2 separate regions of the Capsicum annuum genome follow, and region 1 is linked to region 2. A link is a contact called in public Hi-C data. All regions are on one chromosome and are shown on one strand. Each heading gives the region's core, a stretch centred on a gene start, on an enhancer-like site or on the middle of the called end of the contact. The rest is flanking DNA. Distances are from core to core; before and after follow the strand shown. Region 1 holds the start of LOC107849764 (exocyst complex component EXO70A1-like). Region 2 holds the start of LOC107851316 (ATP synthase subunit epsilon, mitochondrial).

Evidence for each region. A called contact is a pair of places that touch in the nucleus more often than the background predicts.
Region 1: a Hi-C map of leaf shows a contact between it and region 2, with 2.4 times the contacts expected there. The contact joins the promoter of LOC107849764 here to the promoter of LOC107851316 in region 2. A contact is called at or near these places in 3 of 5 Hi-C or Micro-C datasets (bud, leaf and placenta).

The regions. Positions count from the first base shown.
Region 1 is chr12:198,113,452-198,121,099 of UCD10Xv1.1, forward strand. LOC107849764 (exocyst complex component EXO70A1-like) reads right to left here and starts at 2,221. Exons shown (of 1, transcript XM_016694327.2): 1 at 1-2,221. The coding sequence starts at 885. It overlaps LOC107850391 (KH domain-containing protein HEN4), which reads right to left. Exons shown (of 11, transcript XR_007048283.1): 6 at 4,688-4,892; 7 at 4,514-4,602; 8 at 4,361-4,410; 9 at 3,044-3,152; 10 at 2,637-2,970; 11 at 2,344-2,594.
Region 2 is chr12:197,887,692-197,895,167 of UCD10Xv1.1, forward strand. It overlaps LOC107851316 (ATP synthase subunit epsilon, mitochondrial), which reads right to left and starts at 3,434. Exons shown (of 2, transcript XM_016696273.2): 1 at 3,079-3,434. The coding sequence starts at 3,262.

The DNA.
Region 1 (7,648 bases), core at 971-3,470, 220 kb after region 2:
CATACATCTTTCCTTAAATGCTGCTTTTCGGAACACTTCAATGCAAAGCCTGTGTTCTGTGTCCAACAAATATTTCACAGCAAACTCCAAGTGTTTGGCCCATAGATCAATGTGAGGCTCTACACTCAGAACACTGTCAAACTCTGTGAATGATATCTCCTCCAGGTAGTCCAAATCGAGCTCCTCTACAGCTTTTCTCACGTTTGACCTCCGAACCTCAACGTAGATAGACATACATCTGTCAAGTCGATGGTTCGCAGCTAATCTATCAATAATGGCTTGCACATTCTGGATAACATCAGGCAACGGCAAGGACAATGGAGCTATGCCCTTCAACAAGGACGCCAATTCAACCTCCACCTTGTCTAGCGCAACCGTCAAGGGCCCACCTTTGGCACGAAAATGTTCCTCCGTTGCCTGCAATTCTCTAAGTATACTCAAACACTTGTTCACATTCACAACATACCAACTTTCAGCAACAGAGGAATTGAAACTACTGGTTTCAAGCCAAGAAACGACTAGTTTGCAGTTATCGGTGAGTAAACTGAGTGCTTCTTCCATCCATTTTAGTGTTGTAACATAAGCTGATATATCATCAGAAGGATCATCAGTTGAAAGAGAGTTTTCAAGTTCACATATGACATCAAATATCTTAACAACAGATGCAGCAGGACCAATGACCCTATCAACATCATGACCACTCATCTTGTATAATGTGCATTTACATGCTAAGTTTCTAAGGGCACCTGCTAAAAAATCAAGCCTTTGCTCACAGCTCTCTAATCTCCAACACCTATTACTAATTTCTACTCCCAATTCTCTTGATTTTTCTATGCTACACTTGAGAATTTCTCTTGCAGCTTTGATATTCTCAATGCCCACCATCTTTTCTCTTTTCTTTCTTGAGAAATCCTTTCTCAAGTCTCAACACACTTAATGAAATAGTACTCCTTTTGTCCCAATTTATGGGCACAATTTAGATTTTGATAGTCAAGCAATTTAAGTTTGACTGTTATATATTTGAAAACTATGTGAAAAATACTACAAGTTGGGATAGTTGACAATTCAAAATATTTAAACGATATATGAAAAGATTATGATCAAAGATAGGCTTGTTTGGATCTCGAAATCTGAAAGGTGTCACATAAATTGATACGGAGGGAGTAGTAATTATGAAGGAAAGCGACTAATACATTATATTATTGCTTTGTTTCCCATATAGTACCCACATGCATAAGGCTTTTTTGTTTACCAAACTCAACAAATGAGGTTAAAACAAGTCTACCAGCTTCAAACCAACTTCACTGCTAAAACAAGAATACATATGCCACCCAGAAGGTAGATCACTTTAAGGAAAATGTACTTAAATATCAATATACACTTGTTTCTTTAGTTAACTAGTTTGTTCTAACTGCCTTTTTGCTTGCCTTTTTGGCTTTTTTTCTCTCCAAAACCGTTCATTGTTTACAAGCCAAGAAACATCCGAATTTGCCTCTCTTTAAAGTGCCACTATTGGTAATGTTTCTTCTTTGGACGTTTGTTTGTTCCTCCTTTTTATGTGCATAAAAATCTGTTGGAACACTTCAAAATATTAATTACATATAATAAGAAGAACAACAATGATAATAATAATGAAAATATATCATTCATGTCTTTTACATAATGAAACTAAATGATTCAAATCTAAATTGATTTGAGGCTATACACTTGATTTTCTTGAAATTGTGTGCTTTGTCAAGGTGGAAGCTGCAGGTTTTAGTTCTACCATTCGGAATCAAGTCTAATGATCTTGAAAACTAGAAAGGAAAATGGTCAAATTTATTTGGTACCATCCGAAATTGAGTAACTTTGCTTTCAGATAAACTTTAGGTTTACTATAATAACTCTATTTGGAGCAAGTCTCATTTTTGATACTTTTATAACTTAGGATAATTGGGTGCATAAAATATAAACTTCTTTTTTTAATTAAAAGAATATGAAAGCATGAAGTCCAAAAAAATGTGAGAATATTTACTAAAAATGGATCGATTTTTGACTTTCTTGAGCATGTATCACCATCTCGAAATAAATAGTGAGACTTATTGTTGCAACTCTTTGGGAGTGTATTCCTAGGATTAATGATTTTGTACGACAAAATCACATGCTCCTATAACAATTTCTCTGCTCTATGTGGCATGTAGGGGTTGGGTTTTTACGGAAGGTTTTTTTTTTTTTTTTTTTTTTTTGTGTGTGTGTGTGTGGAGGGGGTCCGTGGATTAAGGAAAATGAAATAGGAAAATGCGAGAAATTTGAAGTTTAGATGTTACATGTAAAGACCATTTCACACATTTTACTCCGTGTATATGTAGCCGAAAAAGGATTACTAGGACTAGAAACTAATAATAGAACGATACCACCTGCTGTATTGTATTTCTTACAGACCCACATGATGGTGCTTCTACAAGAATCAAATGAACTGACCAATTCATGTGCTTGTTGCTTTTACATGTACATATACTACATGATTTTTGCCTGCAAAATACTTCAACATCAAAATATGATGGAAAAAACAGGCATTGATGACTTTTTCCTTCCTGAATATCTGCTGCATTCTCAGGCATTGATGACTTTTTCCTTCCTGAATATCTGCTGCATTCTCTCTTACCACTTGGTTGATCTTTTTTCCCTTTAGAACCTAGAACGATATTTCTCACATACACTCTGTTCTTCCTACATGTTCCAATAACTATTTTGAACTTATTTAACCATCACAGGCACATGTCAACTGCATTGCATGAGAAAAACAAACCACATTCGCGACCTTCTAGGATTGTGATAAAGAAGTAAGGTCTACATGTTCTGCTCAGCAAAGATGAAAGCATGAATAAGGGTCTGAGCGAATCGCGTTTGATCTGGTGTTCCAGACACAACAGCAGTGCCTTCTGTAGCCCCAGCTACAGGATCATGAATTACTATCTTAGCACCTGAAATCTGAAACCAAACACAAATGTTAACTACCTTACCCCTAAGAAGAGAGAGAGTTTGTTCGATCAAACTGACCTACCCTAGTTATATCACGAAGGTTACTAGAATCCTCTCCATAAACATACTTCAACAACATCTGAGGAATTACAATTTCAATAGTAATGCCTGGAAAATTAGGTGCTGTCTCACTGCAACAGATAAACAGTTTAACTTAGTGGATACACAAAGCGTTAGCAAGATATGAAAAGCAAAGGATAAAGGGCAAATTAAACAAGAATACAAATCAACCAAGAAAAAATAAGAGCAATGTAGATCCATGAATTTCAAGTCAATTGTTCCGATACAACATCCCTTAAGAAGAATGTAGATCCATGAAGTTCAAGTCAATTGTTCCGATCCTTTCTCTTTAATCCCATTAACAATAAATTGAGCACCTCAAGTATCTCCAATAGAAGATCTTCATACCATTCAAGTTTAAAGTTTTAATTAAGGAACTCAATTATCTCTAATACAAACTTCACAAGTCAAATATTAAAACAGTTGACCCGTAAGCACTGCACACATTCTACTGCCTTTGAAGTTTTAGGTGGATATTTTTCTTACAAGAGAGCAGGCGCTCCATATAAATGCAACACCCCCTCCCTAGGTAACATTGTTTTACTCTTCAGTAAAGGATATACTATCTCATAATGTAATAAATGTATCTATCTCGCAATCCTGTTTATAAGAACTTCACAACTTAAAAGACAAATTCAAATTACAGGAAACTGAAGAACTTGACAGACATGTCCTCGACCAGCTCAAAAAGCAGAGCTACATACTCGATGTTTGCCCGATTCTTATAAGGTACACTGCCAAAATCCGGGTTAACAGAATTTGAAGACTACAATAGCATATCCTCTGTGCTTAACTCTTTTAAGACACCGTCTTGCCTTACTTCCACAGGATGCAGGTTATTTCACATAGCTTGTCTATGGTGTGCATACCACGATATATAACTTTCCCAATGAAATTGGAAAACTGTGAATTGAGTTCGTGGTTCTAGGTAGCTTTTAAATTCATATTAGCATCTGAAAATCATTAATTAGGCCTCATTAGCTTCATGGCTGTAGCCTGCGACGAACCTATCAAGAAGCAACCAACTAATTTCCCACTACTCTCCACTTAAAGCTGCATAAGGAAGATCAAACTAGTAGCCCCAAAAGGAAATAAGTTTACCCAAGTGAATCAGAAACAGGTGAGTCCTGCATCAACAGGGAAACCAGTAACCATATATAGTACACCCAACCAAGCACTCGTCTGGGAAATTCAATGGATTGCTTCAAGTTATTTGTAGAGATCTCAATCTCCTAACGCAACCTAATACATTAGATCCATACAGAGGAAAACAAGTTACCTGCCACTGCTACAATCAGCCATTCCAGCTGTATACCTTGAATTGACTGCCTGGATAAAACAGCAAAGTAGGAAAGTAAATAGTCAGAAATGCAACCCTGTTTAAAAAAAACGTATCAATAATTTACATTTACTGGAAAGAGCCCCCACAAACCTGAGGACCCCATCTTCCCGGTGAAGGAGGTCTATCAAAAAAGGGAACATGCCCTTGTCTCTCGTAGCCATAGAAATGGGGAGCACGATCTGAAAAAACATTACAGTCTAAATCATGTAAAAATGAAGCCAGCTGTTCATAGGGTTTGGGTGGAATACCAAGTGTGCTTCATACCATGAGGGTAGCCAACAGGTGAGTGATAACTAGGAGAAGCAGGATCGTGCCTTGGTCTGAATGATGGAGATGGAATTTCAGCATAGGGGGGAAAATGCGGAGGGGCAATATTTGATACATGTGGTTTCAGAGGAAACATTGCATCCCGAAGCCTACAAGTAATTTGGAACAAAGCATCCTGGACAGACTGTATGCTACCAATAACCTGTAGAGAATTCAAACATCAGGAGTCAATCGGAGAAATTCCATCACGATCAATAAAGAATACACATGAAAGGAAGATAACAAGGTTGTGCTCCTTCTCATTTATCTTCTTTACATAGCTCTTGTGAAGGTAAGTTCCACCAACTGAGACAGAATGCAACTAAATTTGTTTGAGATACAACAAAACACAGACATGGAAAGCACGTCTCTATGATGATCATCAATGAAACACTTTTGATTAGTCTATCTGAATATTAACTTACATCGTAAATGCTACTCCCTGATCTTCCGGCGACTTTCATCAATTTATTCCAGCGACCCCACCAGTTTCCGGCGAGTGGCGCTAGTTTCCGGCACAACTGATCGTCGTCTTTTTCTCTCACTTCTCGCACCGACCACTAAACTGTAGCGGCTTCTTCGGCGGCCCTTCTCTGCGGCCCAGCGACCACATCAGTTTACGGCAAAATTTATCGTCGTTTTTCTTATTTTTCGCACCAACCACAGCTCTCTTTTCTTTTCTTTATAACTCTTTAGAGGTACTACAAGTCTAGATCCGGCACCTCTTCTCAGGCGACGACATCAAGATTCCGACGACCAACACATTCTCCAGCGACCAATGACAATGACAGGAGCGACCAATGACAGGGACGCGGTACCAACAGTAGGGTAAAGGCGGCGGCAGCAAATTCCGGCGACCAATTTCTGCACCAATTTGCCGAAATTCGACGAAATGATCAAGAAAACGTACTTCACTGCGTCTTTACCCAGAATCAGGTGCACTCATTTCATTCTTCTCTAGTTTATTTGGTATAGGTTTCCCGTCTCTTTTTCTATCTTGATTTCTTGTTTGGTTTTCTTGACTGTTCCTGTAGGATTACTGTTCCTGTTTCTCCGTAACTTAGTAGGTGTTCCTTATTAGCATACCTATTTACGGTGGGTAGTATAGTGCTTGTTGTTTGCTTGTGAGTATCAAACCGGCTTGCCAGTTTGTGTTTGCTTTACTTAGCTGTTTTTAGCAGTACCCTTTTGCTCGTCGTATTCTTTTTCTCGCTTTTTCTTCATTTTCTTCTGTCGAATCCTTTTGAGTGGTGGCTAAGGTGATAGATGGTGGACTAGGGTCATGTCATAGGTTGGGGTCCGGGTTGGGGTCTGGGTCGGGTGCAGGGTTAGGGTCAGGGTCAGGTCTAGGTTCGAGTGTGGGGTTAAGGGCGAGAGGTAGTAGGGCTAGGTGGGACAAGGGTGCTTCTAGGTTGAGAGTTGGTTAATGGAACATAGGGACGCTTCAAGGTAAGTCTATAAAGCTGGTGAAGATTCTTAGAAAGAGGAAAGTTGGTATAGCTTGTGTCCAGGAAACTAAATAGGTACGCACTAAGGCGAGAAATGTAGATGGGTATGAGTTGTGGTACTCGAGTAGCGTGAGACATAGAAATGGATAGGTATCTTAGTAGATGAAAAACTTAAGAGGCAGGTGGTAGAGGTTAAGAGAATCAATGATAGGTGGATGTCTATTAAATTGGTCATTGGAGGGTCTATGGTGAACGTTATTAGTGTCTACGCTCCGCAAGTAGGCTTGGACGAGGAGGAGAAGAAGGGCATTTGGGAGGTTTTGGATGAGGTGGTGAGGGGCGTCCCAAGCACTGAGAAAATTTTTGTGGGAGGAGATTTCAATAGGCATATTTGGTCTTTTTCGAGAGGTTATGATAATGTGCATGGCGGTTTCAATTTTGGGGAGAGGAATGAAGGAGGAGCTTTTCTTTTGGATTTTTCTAGGGCTTTTGGGTTGTGGGTAGCGAACTCGAGCTTTCCGAAGAAGGAGGAACACCTTATTACCTTTCGTAGTTCAGTGGCCAAGACTCAAATAAACTTTTTACTCATTAGGAAAGGTGATAGAGCGGTATGTAAAGACTGTAAAGTCATACCTAGCGAGAATCTTTCGACCCAACATAAGTTTTTAGTGATGGACTTGATAATTAAGAAGGGCAGAAAGAAGACGGGGGTGTGGAGGAACGGCCCAAAATTAGGTAGGGTAGCTTGACGTTGGCCAGTGCTTCGGAAATAAAAGGAAAGTTGTCAACTATGGGGGCTTGGGAGAGTAGAGGGGATGTGGATAGTATGTGGAAGACGACAGCCAGTTGTATTAGGGAGACGGCTAGAGAGGTGTTAGGTGTCTCGAGAGGCCAATCTGGCAAGCACCGGAGGGACTGGTGGTGGAACGAAGAAGTTAAAGGAAGGTGGAGACTAAGAAGGTGGCGTATGCGAAGTTGGTAGAGAGCAAAGAGGACGAGGAGATGCAGACTAATAGGGATGAGCATAAGTTAGCTAGGAAGGAGGCTAAGTTAGCGATTACAACGGCTAAGACAACGGCTTTGAGAGTTTGTATGCGGTTTTAGAGGAGAAATGCGGGGATAAGAAGTTGTATAGGCTTGCTACGGCTAGGGAGCGGAGGGCCCGAGATCTTGACCAAGTGAAGTGTATCAAGAGGCAGGATGGCAAAGTGTTGGTTGAGGATGCGCTTATTAGGAGAAGGTGACAGTCCTATTTTCATAGACTTCTGAACGACGATAGGGACAAAGGCTTTGTACTGGGGGACTTGGAGAACTCAGAGATGTGTCGCGATTATGGTTATTGTAGGCGTATCAAGATGGAGGAGGTCGGGGGTGAAATTCGACACATACATAGGGGTATGGCGACTAGGACAAACGAGATTCCGGTGAATTTTTGGAAGAGCACGGGCGGGGCAGGATTGGTGTGGCGTGG
Region 2 (7,476 bases), core at 2,184-4,683:
TAAACCTTAGTGGGCAACAAGTGAATTCACCGAAAGTACGTGCAAGCTAGACACGACACCATTGTAACCAAAAGACTATATAACAATCACTACCGTATCTACACAACAGACATGTTAACACGATTCTTTTTTTTTTTTTTCTGAAAAATAGATGAAAAACAATACAACTATTTTTGACAGATTCAACTGATACAACCACTCCAATTAGAACTAATAGTGGCACGTAATATCATCATTTAATTTTCTTCTTCCTTTATCTACTTCTATTGTCCTAATAGAAAGTTCAAAGATTCAACCTTGTACTATGGGGGAAGGTAACAGAATGCACTAAGTTGTCAAGGAAAATTGCATCTTAGTCAAACAGTGTATGCATGATTATTGTGGCCAAGGAAGTAAAAGAGTCGCAATCTAATAAAGGTCAATCATTGAACATGTTCTCTTCATGTTTGAGTTTAATACCGAACAAATATATTAGATAATGACCTAGCTTTGTTCCTTTTCCCCCTAAACAAGGACATAGTCACCTTTTGAGATATGACTATATTTGTGTAGTTGTGATGACTACACTCCACATCACAGCTTTTCAGTGAAGATTTTTACAAGAGGGAACATGAAAATAAAAGTGGACAGTTCAACAACCTGAGAATACATTTTTCGACATCGATTACTACTAATACTACGCCTTAGTCATAAACAACTAGAGATCAGCTATACCAATCCTTGCTAACCACATTCCCCATGTTAATTCATCTCTTTGTATCATAAGGATTCATCATGAAGTAGCTAGCTTTATACCGGCTACCAGCCTACAGCAATTCTCCTACCTTATCCAGTCTTAGTACAGACAATCTGAGCATGCTTAGACTGACAAAGTTAGCCGAGAAAATTCAGATGACAACATCAAAGCTCATTAATATAATGTCTTTATTAGATCATATGAAACCAACAGAAATAACATTTTGAGACAGGTTAATGGTACTGCCACGGAGCTTGGGTCTAGTGGTAAAAGAGCAATGCGCGGTGTTGTAGGTTAGGCGCATGTCACTGGTTCAAACTTTGCCATATAAAAAATAGCCAACCCGGTATTTAAGTGTAAAAGAGTGAGAGGCAGAAATACGGTACTGGTTGTACACAATTGCTGAAGGATTAAAGTATAAATATCATTGATGGTTAAGAGCTATGATCTATGTCCTGGCAGATACTTGGGAAAATTCGGCATTGATCTATATCAACATGAAGACAAAGATATCCATTTGATTCTAATTATGACAAAGGAGTCTATCTGTATCCTTGTGGAAACAAAGGCAAGATTAAAGTGTGTCCCAGTGACATGCTATCACCGCTCTTCGCAAAATCCAAAAGACAGATTAACCAATAAAAAGGTAAACTAGGAAGTCTCCAAACGTTTAAATCAAAAGCTAAAAGCGCCTATAAGAAATTCTTGTCATAGTCCAACTTCCACATAGAAGAGTGATTGAAAACACAAACACAACCAAGAAATAAACGACGTAACTATCGGATCTGCAATAGGGACACCTATTGCATTATCTAACTGATGCTAAGGAGGTAGTCTAAAAGATACAAAATGTCATGATCCTATTGCAAGGTATGGGCCCTCGAGTCCCACATTGGTTAACTGGGGCTTATAAGACCTTGAGTTCACCCACCTTAATAGCTAGCTTTTGGGTTGTGGTTTTCGTTGGATTGTATAAATGGTATCAGAGCCACCCACCACTCTTCGTTCCAACCAAACACCATGTGGGGTTTGGGGCCACATGATGATGAAAAGAGGTACCTAGGAAAGAGCTACCCACTTGTGGTAGAGTGGAAGCTACTCAGTGTGGAGCCATCAAAGACGATCGATGAACTGTGGTGGTTTGTTATAATCCTATTGCAAGATATTGGATTTGACCCAACATTAGTTGAATGGGGAGCTACTCTAGGGCTGATATAACCTTGGATTCCCCCCACCTTAATAGCTATAGCTAGCTTTTGGGTTGTGGTTCTCCTTGAGTTATATCACAAAACCACCAAAGTTATCTTTCGTAAAGCCCAAAAAAAACAAAAAAAGATTAAATGTACCTGAGCAAGAATGTAGAAAAAACTTCAAAACTCTACCCTAGCAGAGTTAAGAATACCAACAAGAACCTCAAATCGAACATACCTGCACACAGACAGAGGCCAATAAAATCCCATCTACCACTTATAATTACTCCACCCTCTGCTACCAATCAAAATAAGCATTTTTTTGGATAATCGTGGTGTCTAGCTTGTGCACCTCGACTAAATCCACGAATACTTGCCACCTCCCACCAGCAACAAGTACCAAGTAACTTTGTCCACCAAAACTAGGACATATAAGAAGAAATCACCTATTGTTTTGTCTCCGCTGGAATTTGAACCTGAGAGCTAATGGTTCTCAACTACTTCATTGACCTCTATGCCACACCTTGGGAATACTATCTTACAAACGAATCAGCAGAAAGATCTCTCAATTTTACACAGCAACCACGTTATTAATAAAAAAATATGTCAAAATGTCAATTTTACACACCCCAAAAGCTCGTGCAAAGGAACTAGGATTGTCCAAGCCTTAAAAAGAGTCAAAGATCTCATCTCTTATCCAGTGCCGAATCCAAAATATAGTGCTTAAGATTTGAACTTGAAACCTCAAGGTGAAATTAGATTCAAAATTTATATATACACAAAAAAAATTGAAAAAAATACAATATATATATATATATATATATATATATATATATTGTGTATTTTTTAGTCTACGGGTCTACCCGAACCCCCTCACTACACTCTAGATCCCCTGCTCTTATTGAAGTGTGATTCATTCCATTCATCACTCCCTCACACCCAGATCCAGTCTGGTGGGCTAACGGTATTTCCACCCGCAACTGCTCAGGACCGTGCGGCCCACTCAAATCAGTTTTTGAGCCTAGCCCAAACCGCAAAAACGAGCTCGAGAAGGGGGAGGATTTTCCGAGCCTTACAAGGAGTGCACGGTCTCATCATCACTTACCGATGTGTGATTTCAAAAAAGATAAAGACAGAGCAAAGAATACTTACTGGGTTTCTGAGGTTTGCCATCAACCCATTTAGAAATGGAATAATGGACCTTCTCACGGCTCAAAGCTTCCGTCTTGTAAGGTTCCTTGAGGCAGTTCCTGACAAGATTAGCACAGAGATTTGAGTATGTTATGTAAGTCATCCCAGCTGACCTCCAAAATGGTGCTGCTGCGTTCGATGCCATTTCTCCGCCGCTCTTTCTTTCCTTCACAATTATTGCTCTTCCTATGGAAAACAAAAGGGGTATTTGTATATTCCTCTAACTTGGATTGCTCAATTGTGGTTTTTAGTACCTCAACTTTTTTGTCAAGTATGATTTGATCTTTCTAATATTCCACTTAGGTCCAGTTAAACTTAAATTATTATTTTTTTCTTTTTAAAAGAACTTCGAATAAACTAAAATATTTTATTTTAGGTCGTTTTCATAGATTAAGAATAATTAATTTTGCAATAGCTATTGACGCAATAAAGCCTATATGTTTGTGTTATGTTACTAGCTCATATCTTATGCATGTTTGTGTCATATAATTTGTTATTTCACATGTTTTGAGCTTATTACGAGTTATAGGAAATATAATCTATGATTCTTCTTTGAATGGTACGTGTAACTACTTTTTTGAATATGAATTTAAGAGCAAATATGAAAGATCATCTCAAAATAAAGATAATATATGTTGTAAGAAAATTGGTTATTTGAGAAACGCTTTTTTAAAATGAATTTATAGAAAAGTGCTTCTAAGAAAACGCAATTTATGTTTGACTAATTCATTTAAAAAGTGTTTGTATAAATAAATTGTGTTTAGTTAATTTTTTTTAAAAAATATTTTTGAGAGATTACTACCAAAGAAAATGTATTAATAGGCTTTTACTATTAAAATTATTGTATATAGAGAAATAATTTTAAATATCTATTATAATATATTTAATTTAATTTTTATTTTTATTTAATTAAAATGTACATATTACAAAATTTTCAATCACTATTTATATACATAAATACATTCAAAAATATATTAAATGATGATAAAATTAATAGAATGATTTAAATATACTTAAAAACATCAAGCAAAATAAATTTAAAAACTATTCCAGAAATTAAATCACTATATACAAAAAGGTTCACCATAAAAATAAACAGTTCTTCAAACATCAACAAAATTTTAAAATAAAGAAGTTAGTAGTAAAATAATAATAATAATAATAATAATAATAATAATAATAATAAATTATAAAATAAAATAAAAAATTTACAATGTAAAAATCAAAAATAAAATTTTAATCAAACTTATGATATCTATACTAATTAATTAATGAAATTTGCTAACCTTGCACATCAAACTAAATGCCCTCATTCTTTCTTTCTCTTAAATGCCCTCACTTACATATTTAAACATATTTAAACCAAAAATTGAACTCAATTCTCTCAAGTCTCATATCATGTTCGTTCCCTTCTCTCTCCATCTATGTTGCAAATGTTGGAACGTTTAACCTATTTACAAAAGCTCCTCTTGTCATTCTTCAACTTGTCTATGTGATTTATGAGGAAGAAGATTTATTTATCTAAAAATTACTTAAAACTACAGTCTAATTTTTTATTATAACATAACATCTCAAATCTCAAAACCAATTACAATATCCCTCTCTTTACAAACATCTCAAATCCTAAGCTTAATGCTCCCACGAAAAGTGTCTATAATCAAGAAACCTCAATCAAGCGGTTTGCAAGTTTAAATTTATAATGTGTTTTTCTCCAATTTCTCAACATCAACTTTCAACTTACTAACAAACTTCATTAACATTCTTCTTCAATTTTGTTTTGGAGGTTAGTAAAAATTTTTAATTTTTTCAACTTTACTCAATAAAAAATAGACGAGAGAGTTTGTTACATGTGCTTTATTTACTAAATCTCGCTTAGTAATGGAGGATTCTCCGTCATTTAGTTTAGGACTAACTCAATTAGATGATAATGAACAAATAAATCGTGTTTTTGGATTTGTTCCTAGAGCTTTTGATAATGAGGACCCCAATTTCAGAGAAGACAGATCTAAACACCGCAACAATCCCACTAAGATGAAGAAGTTGAGGAAAGATGAACGTAGAAGCTCAAAAAAAGTCATCGGTGAATATTTAAGAAAGAAAACAAAGATACATCACGACCCCGTCTCCACCAAGGTACAGTGCTTTGTGTCTGAATCTGTTTATTTTTATCAATTTTTATATATAGCTATAAATTAACAGTTCTTACTTTAACCCTGATACATATCGTGACTATGTTTGGGTTGGAGGTACTCGTTCAAGATACGTTGTTATTTCAACCCTTATACATAACATTGTTATGTATATTGATGTATTACATAGTGAAACGAGTCTGGCTTTTGATCTCTGATACATAGCGAGTTTTGTATATGTATGACATTGTCAGATCTATTAGGTTTTATTCTAACCCATATACATAACTATTGTATGTAACATAATTGCAGTAACTTTAGTCATAGTTATGTATTTTGGTTGGGGATTTTCTGTAGGCTCGGTGTTATTTCACTTATGATACATAACTATGCTACGCAGGATTGATATAAATGAAGTCTTTAAATTTGATGCATAGCATACCTATGTATATGATTTTCCTACATATACATGATGATATGTCATTCTTGATACATAACTATGCTATGTATAAGAGTGGAATAACTCAAGTTAATGCAAATCAGATACATACAATAGGTATATATAGTTAAGTATATCTGGCTTATTTATGAAAAAATTTCATCAGTTTGCACCTTCAATGATTAAGTTTGATTTTATATTTAACTAATATTGGTATACAATTTTTGTGATTACAGGGGATGAAATACCGAATAAAAGAAGTTCCACCTTATCTTTTGCATATCGATAGTTCATGCAATCATGAATTTGAAAAAGATATCAAAGATTATTTGAATGAAGAAGTACTTAAGCTACTTCGCCAATCATTTTTTGGTGTATTTCTCAATATGCCTCAATGCAGCTTCTGAGGTCAAATATCAAATTGGCTACTAATGCTTGAGATAGAACAGGATAATCCGAATGAAATTCATGTATATGTCAAGAGAACTGCTCTTATGTTTACTATTTTTGAGTTTTCTCTCATTAGTGGTCTTAAATGTATCAGCAATATCAAGGATTGCCTATATCCTGACTCCTCCAAATCCACTCTAATAAAGAAGTATTTCCCAAAGGCAAAAACTAGAATAAGCAAACTTACGTTGGTTCAACATTTTAACACGAAAACTTTGACAATAATTGAGATTCTTTGCACATGTCTATATTGTATTTCGTACATATGTTTTTGTTTTCACAATTACATGATGTAACAGTTGGAAGAGTAGATTTTCTGATGGTGAAGGATGGATGTTATGAACAATTTCCACAGGGCAAAAATGCGTTTGAGAAGCTGATGACAGCATGACGATAATATTTTTTTTATCGAAAACAGCTATACCGGTTAGGAGGCATGCCTATTGTATTGAATGTATGGATGTATGAATGTTGCTCTGAAGTTAAAAATAAGATAGTTGTCTGTCATAGAAACATCATTCCCCAAATTTTTAACTGGTCAGTTGTTGGAGTGAAGCCAAAAATTGAAAAGTTCATGGGTTGGATGTTCAATAAGATAAATCTTAGTAACTATATAATTGTTTGTGATTTGATTCCAATACATTTGTTCTGATTGACTATTAATAGAAGATATATTAATTAGTTGGCCAAACCTATCAGCAACACCCTAAACTTCGCACGATCTTTCACTTTGGCACCTCAACTGGACGTTGTTCACTTTTGGCACCTCAAATAGCTATTAACTATGTCATTTTGACACCTTTTTTACAATCAGCTAAAATTATAAATAGTGTGTAATACACATACTGCTAACATGGCATTCAATCAATTAAAAAAGAACACGTGGCATTTTTATATAAAATAATAATTTTAAATAAATTATAATTAAAAAATCTATTTTTAACTAATTAACTTAATTTTTTCTTAATAAATCAATAAATAAATGCCCCCACCCAATCATCTTTTTCACCCCATCCTCCCCCCATCCCGTCCAAATCATCCCATTCCCCCCGCAATCATCTTCTTCACCCTAACCTCCCCTCCCCCGTCTAAATCATCCTAGCCCCCCCCTCGAATCACCTTCTCCAAACACTCCAGCCCTCCTCCCACCCACTCAAATCACCATCTCCAAACACTCAGCCCCCCACCTCCGATCATCTTCTCCAAAACACCCCAGCAACCCCACTCTTACCTCCAAACCTGCTTCTTCAAAACGCACATCAATAGAGGTTGAATTTAACAAATTTATTCTCACCAACTTAAATTAATTTTAACCGATTTTTAACTTATCAAAGACGATTA